2 separate regions of the Mus musculus genome follow, and region 2 is linked to region 1. The links are chromatin contacts, called in public promoter capture Hi-C maps. All regions are on one chromosome and are shown on one strand. The core of a region is the stretch at or near the end of the contact, and the rest is flanking DNA. Distances in the headings are between cores, read along the strand shown. Region 1 has its middle 18 kb from the start of Dclk1. Region 2 overlaps Dclk1 (doublecortin-like kinase 1).

What was found. Promoter capture Hi-C pulls out the DNA fragments that hold promoters and counts their contacts.
Region 2: a promoter capture Hi-C map of hippocampal neurons shows a contact between it and region 1, with 4 times the contacts expected there. The contact joins two enhancer-like sites. A contact is called at or near these places in 1 of 39 promoter capture datasets (hippocampal neurons), 3 of 15 datasets of contacts at CTCF or cohesin (the NIH/3T3 cell line and embryonic stem cells), 78 of 484 Hi-C or Micro-C datasets (the BV-2 cell line, the G1E-ER4 cell line, the HL-1 cell line and 25 more), 9 of 115 datasets of contacts at active chromatin or transcription factors (differentiating embryonic stem cells, embryonic basal ganglia, embryonic forebrain and 3 more) and 2 of 9 other capture datasets (embryonic stem cells and pancreatic islet).

What each region holds. Positions count from the first base shown.
Region 1 is chr3:55,221,721-55,226,523 of GRCm38.p6, reverse strand. No RefSeq gene overlaps it. Among named protein-coding and RNA genes, the nearest start is that of Dclk1, 18 kb to the left of the region's middle. Within about 2 kb of position 2,468, at least 4 of the 459 cell types and tissues checked have an H3K27ac peak or open chromatin away from gene starts, as enhancers often do. A contact at or near this core is called in hippocampal neurons, where this site is marked.
Region 2 is chr3:55,351,789-55,356,252 of GRCm38.p6, reverse strand. The region is part of intron 3 of Dclk1 (doublecortin-like kinase 1); the gene reads right to left. Among named protein-coding and RNA genes, the nearest start is that of Gm25132, 49 kb to the right of the region's middle. Within about 2 kb of position 1,987, at least 98 of the 459 cell types and tissues checked have an H3K27ac peak or open chromatin away from gene starts, as enhancers often do. A contact at or near this core is called in hippocampal neurons, where this site is marked.

The DNA.
Region 1 (4,803 bases), core at 1,219-3,718:
CCAATAGGACTAGTCTGCAGTGTGCTACATCTTCGATACAAGTGGCTTGATTTTGTGCTTCCCTGAGCAGTTTTCTGTAATTGAGAATCCCTGATCTAAGAGCAGACAAAACACAACCAGCCAAACAGTACTAGCGTGAAAAACAATGGTTACAAAGACTAACGCTTGTGCTTGGATTGAATTCCTACAGTCCTCACGTGACCAGCTCTTTAAAATAAGAAATGCTTTAAAACGGAAAAGCAACCATGTGTTGAAGATAAGGAAGAACAGACAAAGAAAATTTACCTCACTATGTCTCTGAGACATAAGCTGTCCATTTGAGCCTTTAGACCCTTCTAGAAATGAAACATACTTGACCTTGCAACTTGCTTGTGGGAGTTGGCTGCAGAAATGAAGACACCCATACAAAAGGGGAGGTTTCTACCACAGTGAGTCCTCTAAGCAAGGGCCTGAATAGAATGTTAGCCATACAATGTCTCCAAGTAAGTGGCTCACGGAGAGAGAACTGTAAGCACAATGGCTCCGGGTAGGCCAAGTCCAGGAGCTGAAGCACACAGCACAGGAGGAAGAAAGCTGTCAGAAACAGTGATCCTGGGAGGATCGGGATTGTAAAAGGTCTCCTAACTTGTGACCAGGACTTTGTTTTTCCGAGAATGGGTAATGGGTTGAGACCCCACTGCCACAGGATGAATGGGGTATTTGGAGGCTGGGGGTATCGCTCAGTTAGCAGAATACTTGCTTGCATCGCTTGCATGAGGCTTTGGGTTCTATCTCCAGTATCCCAAGAATTGAGAGTGGTAGGGCATGCCTGTCATCTCCTTACTTGGGAGTTAGAAGCAAGAGACTCCCAAGTTCAAGGTCATGCCCAAACAGTGACTTTGAGGCCAGACTAGTAATTAAATAAATAGATAATCAGATTTAAATATCAAAAGACCATGCTGGCTGGTACAGGAACAAAAGCACAAACTTTTAGTAACAGGGGGACTGGGTGAGAGCAGCTACATTGACTGTGGCTTAGATCACATTGGTCACAGCAGAGTGGATAGGAAGTTGCCATGTTTAGCAATCCAGTGCTTAAAAGTAAAAGATGGGACTGCCAGGCAATCACAAGGAGAGTAAAAAGAGCCAAGGATGAACCAAAGCCTCCTGGCTTACAAACAATGGACTTGCTTTTGGTGAGTGGAATGGAAGGCAAAGGCAGAACAGACAGCAAAAGGGTCAGCTTTTATCTCTATCTCTAAGGCCTCTAAGCCAGCCAGTGTCTTCCCACACAGTATGTTAATTAGCCCTAAGTCCATGGCCACCATGTCCTTTAACTGAATATGGACCTTCTGCATCCTGCTCACATTCCTGTGGACAGAAAATGTTTGATTGAACAGTATTTTCAATGGGGTCTTTTTTTTTTAATCTTGTGCATAAGACATCATACCAAGAGTCACCTTTTATTTTTACTTGAGCAACAATTCCTGTTTTCCAAGCAGATTCTGAACTGTTAACAAGATAGCAGACTTCAAAGCCCCTTCAGGCAAGAAATCTCTGTACCCATAGGAGGATCAGTCAGGCCAAAGGGAGAGGCCCAGAGCATTCACAGGGAGAGCACTCTTCTGGGCTCAAGGCTCCAGTGCTGTGGGTTTCAAAGACTCTTGTTCTCCACAGCTCTAAAACTCCCCAGGCAAATGAGACACTCAGTTGTGTAAACCCACAGAAAAGAGACTGAGGCCAGCATCCTGTGAAGGACAATGGTCGGTTTAGTTCTATCATTACCCACAGGGGTTGCTGGTTTTCAGACCTGTCAATACTTTCCTCCCATCATCCTTTCCTGTTTTGCCTCCCCTCCTCCCCTCTCTATCCTCCCTCCTCCCCTTCCTCCCCTCCCTCTATCTCACCTCATCCTCCTCCCTTCTTTCACCTCCTTCTCCCTCTCTTCCTCCTCCTCCCCCTCCTCCTAAACCCAGAATCAATAGTTATCATCAAAGGTTTTGATTTCTGCCTGGAACCCTCAGGAAGTGGCCCAGCAGCTGCTTCACCAGTTCTGGGAGGAAGCCATTGGTGCAAACCTTGCTCCCACTGGCTTCAGATAGAATCAACAATGACAACATCAGCCACACCAATAACAACAGAAACCGACACATCGGTGTTTCTGCACACTTGGCCCATTCTCTAATCTGCCCACAGCCCTGCCAAGAATGCCCTACTAATTCTGTTTTAACTGATCCGGATGTGGAAGCATAGGGGTCTAAGTGACCCTGTCTGACCACCCAGTAGTAAATTATATAGGTTGGACTCCAGCTTAGGTTTGTAGGGTTCCAAAGTTCTTGACCATTGGCTTCTGGTAGAACCCTGGTTAAAATTCTCATTTAAATGATTTTATTGCTTTAGTCAGAAGAGAAGGCAAAGGAATTCTCTACAGAAGGTTGGTATAAAGCAAACAGCTCGTCTGAATGGTTGACATAGCAACAGCCATGTGCAGGGCTTGGGTTACCTTGTCGGGACCACAGTGGAGACAAAAATCTGTTTTTGTGAGTATAAATAACCCCCTTGAAAATGCTTGCTCCAATGGAGAGCACTTCTTTAGAGGGTGTACAAGCTAATGCAAAAGTGTGGGTCAGGGTGCTCCGGTGAAGGCAGTAGCCATGGGTCTGTGGTTAGTAAATAAGCAAGATCATTTCTGAGACTGTAGTGGGCCTCTGTCCTCTGACCATGACATGACTTCAGTCAGAGCAACATGAAGGAGACATTCATGAGATCATGGCTATTGCCTTGCCCTGGACTCGGGGAGTCATCAGACTCCCATCCGAGGTTCCAGCCACCACTCCTTCTCAACCCCCAGCCTAATGTGCTTTTGTGGGGAGGTACAAAGTTGGTTATGGTTTGAGGCCCCAGCGATTTGGCTTTCCTGCGTCATCTACCATTCTGGGGTAGGGCTTTTCTGTCAGAGGCATCCAAAATCCTCTAAGTGAGCTGATGAAATTCATTAGTTCACCCAGCTTGACTTGAGTAGCATTGGGTTTTGTGGCCTGTTGGATGTCCCATCTCAGGCAACTGGACACTTTCTATATCCCGTCACCCAGGAGAAGTACTCCCACGGGGATCAGCTAAACATTAGATTTATTTATCGAGTGTGATCCCGGCAGAATGCCGTGGTGTGCGTGGATGTCAGGCGACAGCTCATAGGCATTGGCTTTCTCCCTCCAACAAATGGATCCTGGAGGCTGAACACAAGCTACCAGGTTTGGCAGGGAATGTTTCTACCTGCTGAGCCATCTCATTGGCCCTGAGATCAGTCTTTGGATGTTGTCATGCTAAGAGGTGGCTAGCTGTCTCTACGAAAACACCCACTGGTCCCACTGCCCTGGGCAAGTTACGGAATTGGACAAAGCAAGGTGTGCTATTATTGCCAAAGTTTTAGATTCCACGTAGATCAACTTACAGGCCCAGTTTTCCTGAGTCCTTTGAAAACAACATAGACTCAAATATACAGACCAATATCTAAGCTAAATGCTAAATAAGAATACTAAATGGACATTTCAAAAGCTTGGAATTCTCAACACCAAGAAAAATATGCAGTCCTAAATAAAAACTAGACTTGGCTTTGTGTGAGTCATGTAACGGCGCTTGTCACCAATCCTCCTCCCCCCCACCCCCCCACCCCGGCCAAAAAAAAAAAAAAAAAAAAACTTTGTGATGTTTCCAGTGTTAAGAATGCAGAGCTGTGGGGCTGAGAGATGGCTCAAGGGTTTCTAGAGAACCTGGGTTTGAGCCCTGCATGGTGTCTCACAATTGTCTGTAATTACAGTTTAAGTGGGCTCTGCCACCCTCTTGTGGCCATTGTGGGCAGTGCACACATATGGTGCACAAACACAGAGGGGCAAAACACTCATGCACATGAAATTTCAAACAAATAAAAGGTGGCTGTCAACAGCCATGCAAACCGCCCTGGCCAGGTTGTGCCTCTGCATTCCTAATTACCATCTCTAAGGGGTTCACACTTTTCCCATGGCTGATCAATCAGCCTATAGTCATCACCAACCTGTCCTTGCCATTATAACTGAAGTTATTCTGGTCTTCAGGCCTTGAGTGAGCTTTCTGTGTTTGAAAAAGTATTGATTCTAACATCCAAAGACTCAGAATATGGAAGCTTCTGTTTATTCTCATTTTAAGAATTACAGTTGTTTCCCAGAGCTATTTTTGTTGTGGAGGTGTTAATTATTTTCTGGGCTAAATCCTGACAGCTGACCTAATTATCACAGGTCCATGCCTGAGATTGCTTTATTGTGGCTCTGACTCAGCTCCCCTGAGGGACTGACCTAAAACTTTACTTTTTAAAGCTGGAAAGTGCAATCCTACCATTGATTTACCACAACAGTCCCCATCCTCTGGGCCTTCATCTTCAATCTTATCCTCCAACCCAGTCTGCCCTCAAAGTAGCAACTAGGTGTCAAAACAGCCTGACACGCCTCTGTGAAAACCTCTGTTCACTCAGGAAAAGGAGAAAGAACAAGTGCTTAGGCCCCAGTGGCTCCTGTTAGGTGTAACAACCAATGCTGAGCAAAAGAAAGCACACAGAAAGAAAGACAACCACATTCTAGGACAATTTCCCATAAGCATGGCTGTAGCCAAGGCAATAGCTCATTAGCTTCATAGGGATGAGCTGTCCTTGAGACTGTGAACAGCAGTTGATTTCTTGTCCTGGATGTTGCCTCACAGTGTTTGCTTTGTGATAGTTCATAGAGGCCCAGTCCTGGGACAAGTGCCCCTTCTAGCAAGGTAATTGCACTGGAGCAGAAATGCAGAGGAGAAAAT
Region 2 (4,464 bases), core at 738-3,237, 130 kb before region 1:
TCACCAGATCTTATAAAATGGCCAAAATAGCATGCTGTAGTTTGGATATGCATGCACTCAAGTTGTGTCAGCCATTCCTCAGTAGACCTTCAGAAACCAAGCACAGAGCCATGAACATCACAAATCCTGTGTGTGTGTGTGTGACGCTCCTCAGAGAGCAGCCGACACCATGATCGGTTCACAGCCTTCATATCTGAGCCTCTTTACTGGGAGTGGTAAGAGGGACAGGCGTGCCAACCACCTGGTGCTTGCCCCAAACAAGGTAGACTCAACCGCCTTTTGTCCTCAGACTCCTCTGATCAGTTCTGACAACATAAGCTCTGACTGGTCTGACCCCACTGGGTGTCCTTACTAGGACTGTTCAAGGAGACTGAGGACAAGGAATGACTAGGGCTGGAATATTCCGGATCAGTGGTATCAGCTTGAATCACAGAGACTAGGGGTACAATAAATAAGTACAGGAATACACTGCCATTCTCAAGGAAGAGATCCAACTTCAGATATCACCCCAGAGGTGTACCAGTGGCAGAAGGACATTTAATTTTTTCCCACAAGTGGATTCAAGGTGGGAAGAGGCAGTCCCGTAGCCGTGCTTGGTGAGAGGATGGCCCTGTTCTCCATCAGGAGCTGTCAACTGACACCCCAAGCACAAAACCATGTTCAGATGTGTAGATTACAGGAACCAGGATGGCCATTTGTCCCTCAAAGGAGGCCTTAATGGCTCGTTACTACAATTATCATAAATTGGCATCAATTTCGAACCTGTCAGTGAATTTCCATGATTTATGTTGTCCTTTTCCATATAACAAGTAAGCCCATGTGTGTCGTGGTTTGAATATGCTTGTCCCAGGGAGTGAGTGGCACTATTAGGAGGTGTGGCCTTGTTGGAAAAAAGTGTGTCACTGTGGGGGTGGGCTTTGAGTCCCTTCTCCTAGCTGTTTGAGTCTCTCCTAGTTCCCTTCGGAACAAGATGTAGAAGTCTCAGCTCCTCCTGCACCATGCCTGCCTAGACGCTGCCATGCTCCCACCTTGATGATAATGGACTGAACCTGTGAACCTGTAAGCCAGCCCCAATTAAATGTTCATAGCAATGGAAACCCTAGCTAAAACAATGTGTGATGATTTTATTATGCGCTGGTTTTCATTATTAATCCTTAATATTAGATTATAACTAAGGGGGAAAGCTACATAGTAGAATGCTTTCCCACTTTAATAACAAAATAGAAAATGTAGATGCTTGAAGAAACAACATGTAATACCACAATTGTCCACAGAGTGGCAGAAGAACTCCAGAAAAGTCAAGCTAGACTTGCAGCAATTATGCTGAATTCTACACACACACACACACACACACACACACACACACACCACCTTTTATAAGCTCCACTTCATAAAGAAATACTGCGAAATGACACTTGTTAGCAGAATCATGTGGGTATTCTAAAGCGTTATAAAATAAGCTTAAATCTTGACAATTTAAAATCTAACCAGAGTAAGAACTCCCCATGTGCAGAGTCCAGAGACTTTGAAGCCCCACCCATGCCTCCTCTGGTTCTCGGGTCCTCAGAAAAGCTCTCTTCTTAAGTGAAATCCATATGTGTTGTTTTAAAGACAAGGAACATGAGCCCTCCAGAGTTTAATCATTAGCCAACCTGTCCCCAATCTTTCGCAGGGCTCTGCTTAACAATGAAGCCTGGCAAATGGGTGTTCAAAATGTCAGACCATGGCGGAGGCAGGGGCCAATGGCTGCAAAGTGATGCCAAATGCCTTCCCTAACAACCATAAAGTGATGGATGACAGAGCCCTGACACAGAGACCTCAGCCAGCCCATCCCGTTCAGGGGGTCAGGGTCAGGACAGACAGAAAGCAAACACACAGAAAGGTTGAGAGGCAAAGAGCATCTATAAGGCATGGTCCTCAGATCTGTGCTGCTCATCTGAGGCCCTGTCTCGCCCTGCTTCCAACTCCAGTGCCAAAGGACTGACTCACTGCAATGTCAGCCCAAAAGGATACTTCTTTCTTTGAAAAAGATGCTGAGTCGGCTCCATGTCAAGTGGTGTTGATTCATGGGGAACAAACCCCGGTGGCCGCAGGCCAGCCCTGGTCATTTACCTCATTCAAGTCTGGGAAGCTGGAGCGTAGCAAGCCTTTTCAGTGTGTTACCACGCGGTAAGTGCTCAAAGTGATCTTTGTCTCTGCAGAGGGGACCGCATGCAGGCCGCTGGGTCCCTCTCGCAGTAAATATGAAGGATTCTCTGCACAGCAGTGGCGTCAGGCCTGCTGGATCCCAGCACACTGGCCCCTCTTTAACCTCAAGTAAAGAATGTTCCAACGTAAAGTCTGCCATCAGAGACATAATAGAATCTCCTAGTCTGGGGTCTGCTGGAAAAACCGTTTATTTTTATAGTGTGGTAAAAGACTCAGCACATAAAAGCTACCATCATGAATATTTTTATTACTTACGTATTTATACAACTACCACCACTGTATCTCTTGAACACTTCTTCATCTTTTGAAACTGAAACTAGCTTTCAACTTCCTCCTCATTCTTTCCCTCCTCTGACCTTAGCAGACACAGGCCACCTTCTCTCTCTGTGACTTTGACTGCTTCAGGCATCTCATAACCGATCATACAGTATTGGTCTTGTCCTCCTATAATATCCTCACGATTCATTCATTTGTAACCTGTGATGAAATTTCATTTTTTTTTTATCTTATTACTATCTTCTTGTTGGTAAGCTTTCATTGTTTGGGACAGCTTTCGTTTGCAGCAACCTTGAGCAGAAGTTGCAGTTCCAACCTCGCTACACATACACAGCCTCGCCTCCTAGCGACACTTCCAGCAGAGCAGTGTGTTTGCTACACATGAAGAATCCACACAGACGCGTCATTACCACATGCTGTCACGTGATCCATGGCTTCCACCAGGTTCTCTTTCAGCACTGCATATTCTGTGGCTCTGCATAAGCGTAGGGCGTGCACCCACTGTTAGAGTGTAATGCAGTTCACTGCCTCAAGAAAGTGTCTGTGTATCTTTTATTGGTAAATATTTATTTTTATTTTACTCATAGGCTTGCTTGCCTGTACGGATCTAAGTGTACCGTATGTCTGCAGTGCTCATGGATGCCAGAAGACAGAGTCAGATATCCGGAAACTAGAGCTCTGCATGGACCAAGAACAGCCAAACATAGGCTGCATCTCCTGGGCATTTCACAGTTCTTTACAAGCAGAGTTCAGATGAAGGATTTGCACTCAAGAGGAAACTAGGGGCTGTAAACGACAGCATTGGCTCCAGCCATCTGGCTTACTCGATCTCCTCTACTATCCAACATCCTTGGGCCTTGAGTTTATAAAATGTCACCAATCACCACCATTAGGACAAGCTACTCCGTGAGAAAACTCCATGTGCGATGACTGGGTGTCACTAGTGCCAGGCCGGAACCAGGGAGCCAACACCGTTCGTAACTAGTGACTACAGAACCATCTTGGGAGGTTCCCTTTGTCCATGGCCCTTGGAGAGGTGCCTGACTTTTAGCTCAGAAACATCTTTAGTCATCAAAGAGTCTGACAAAGAACAGCATAGACCGAACCGGGCTGGCGTCCTCTCATGGCCTCTGAAAGACGTTGGCAGCCGAAACTGGGCCACCGTTTAGTCATCCCCTCAGACCAGACGGCATGGTTGTGAGCCGGCTCTGGGTGGTCTTCATCCTGGGTCCGAGCTGAACAGAGCCTGGGGGATAATCAACAGCCTCACATGACCTAAGACCTCGGCATCTCGAGGTGGATGGGAGACACTCTGTCTCTCCTCCAGCCGCAACGCTGAGGAGGACGAGGGGGTGGCACAGTATTACCCTAGAATTCCAGAAAATTAGGAAGTCCAACCACCTCTGCTTTCCAAATCCTTTTTCTTTGTCATCTGTGTTCTGCCACCAGAAGCCTTTCGAGTCCCAGGGGGGGATATCTGGCAGAGAGGAGGGGGTTTTGTTGTGTGCCTTTCTCGTTTCTATTCATAGTTCTTTTCTTCTATTTTCTAGAATTATCCTGACCCAGCTCTCCTCCCTCCCTAGACTTCTCTAACATTCAAGCTTTGCCTTCCTCTCCTACCTCCCCCATTCCCTGTCCCTTTGGTTTTTACAGCTGCAAGCTACCCTAACACACCACACCACACACACACACACACACACACACACACACACACACACACACACACACACAGAGGCAAACACACACACCCCAGAACCCAGAAGGCCTCCTGTGGCAGCACCCTGCTCCCAGAAGCACCATAATCCTGTCTCTGCAGTGCCTCTCGTCACCATGGAAACAAGCATTCACAGGCACTACAGACAGACACAGCCATTACTGGCTGGTACCTGTCAACCCACATGTGAGTGTGTGTGCTTAAAATAGAAACTCTGCAAATAAAAACAGCAATTAGGGAGACCTGCGCATCTTTGTGCATATGCA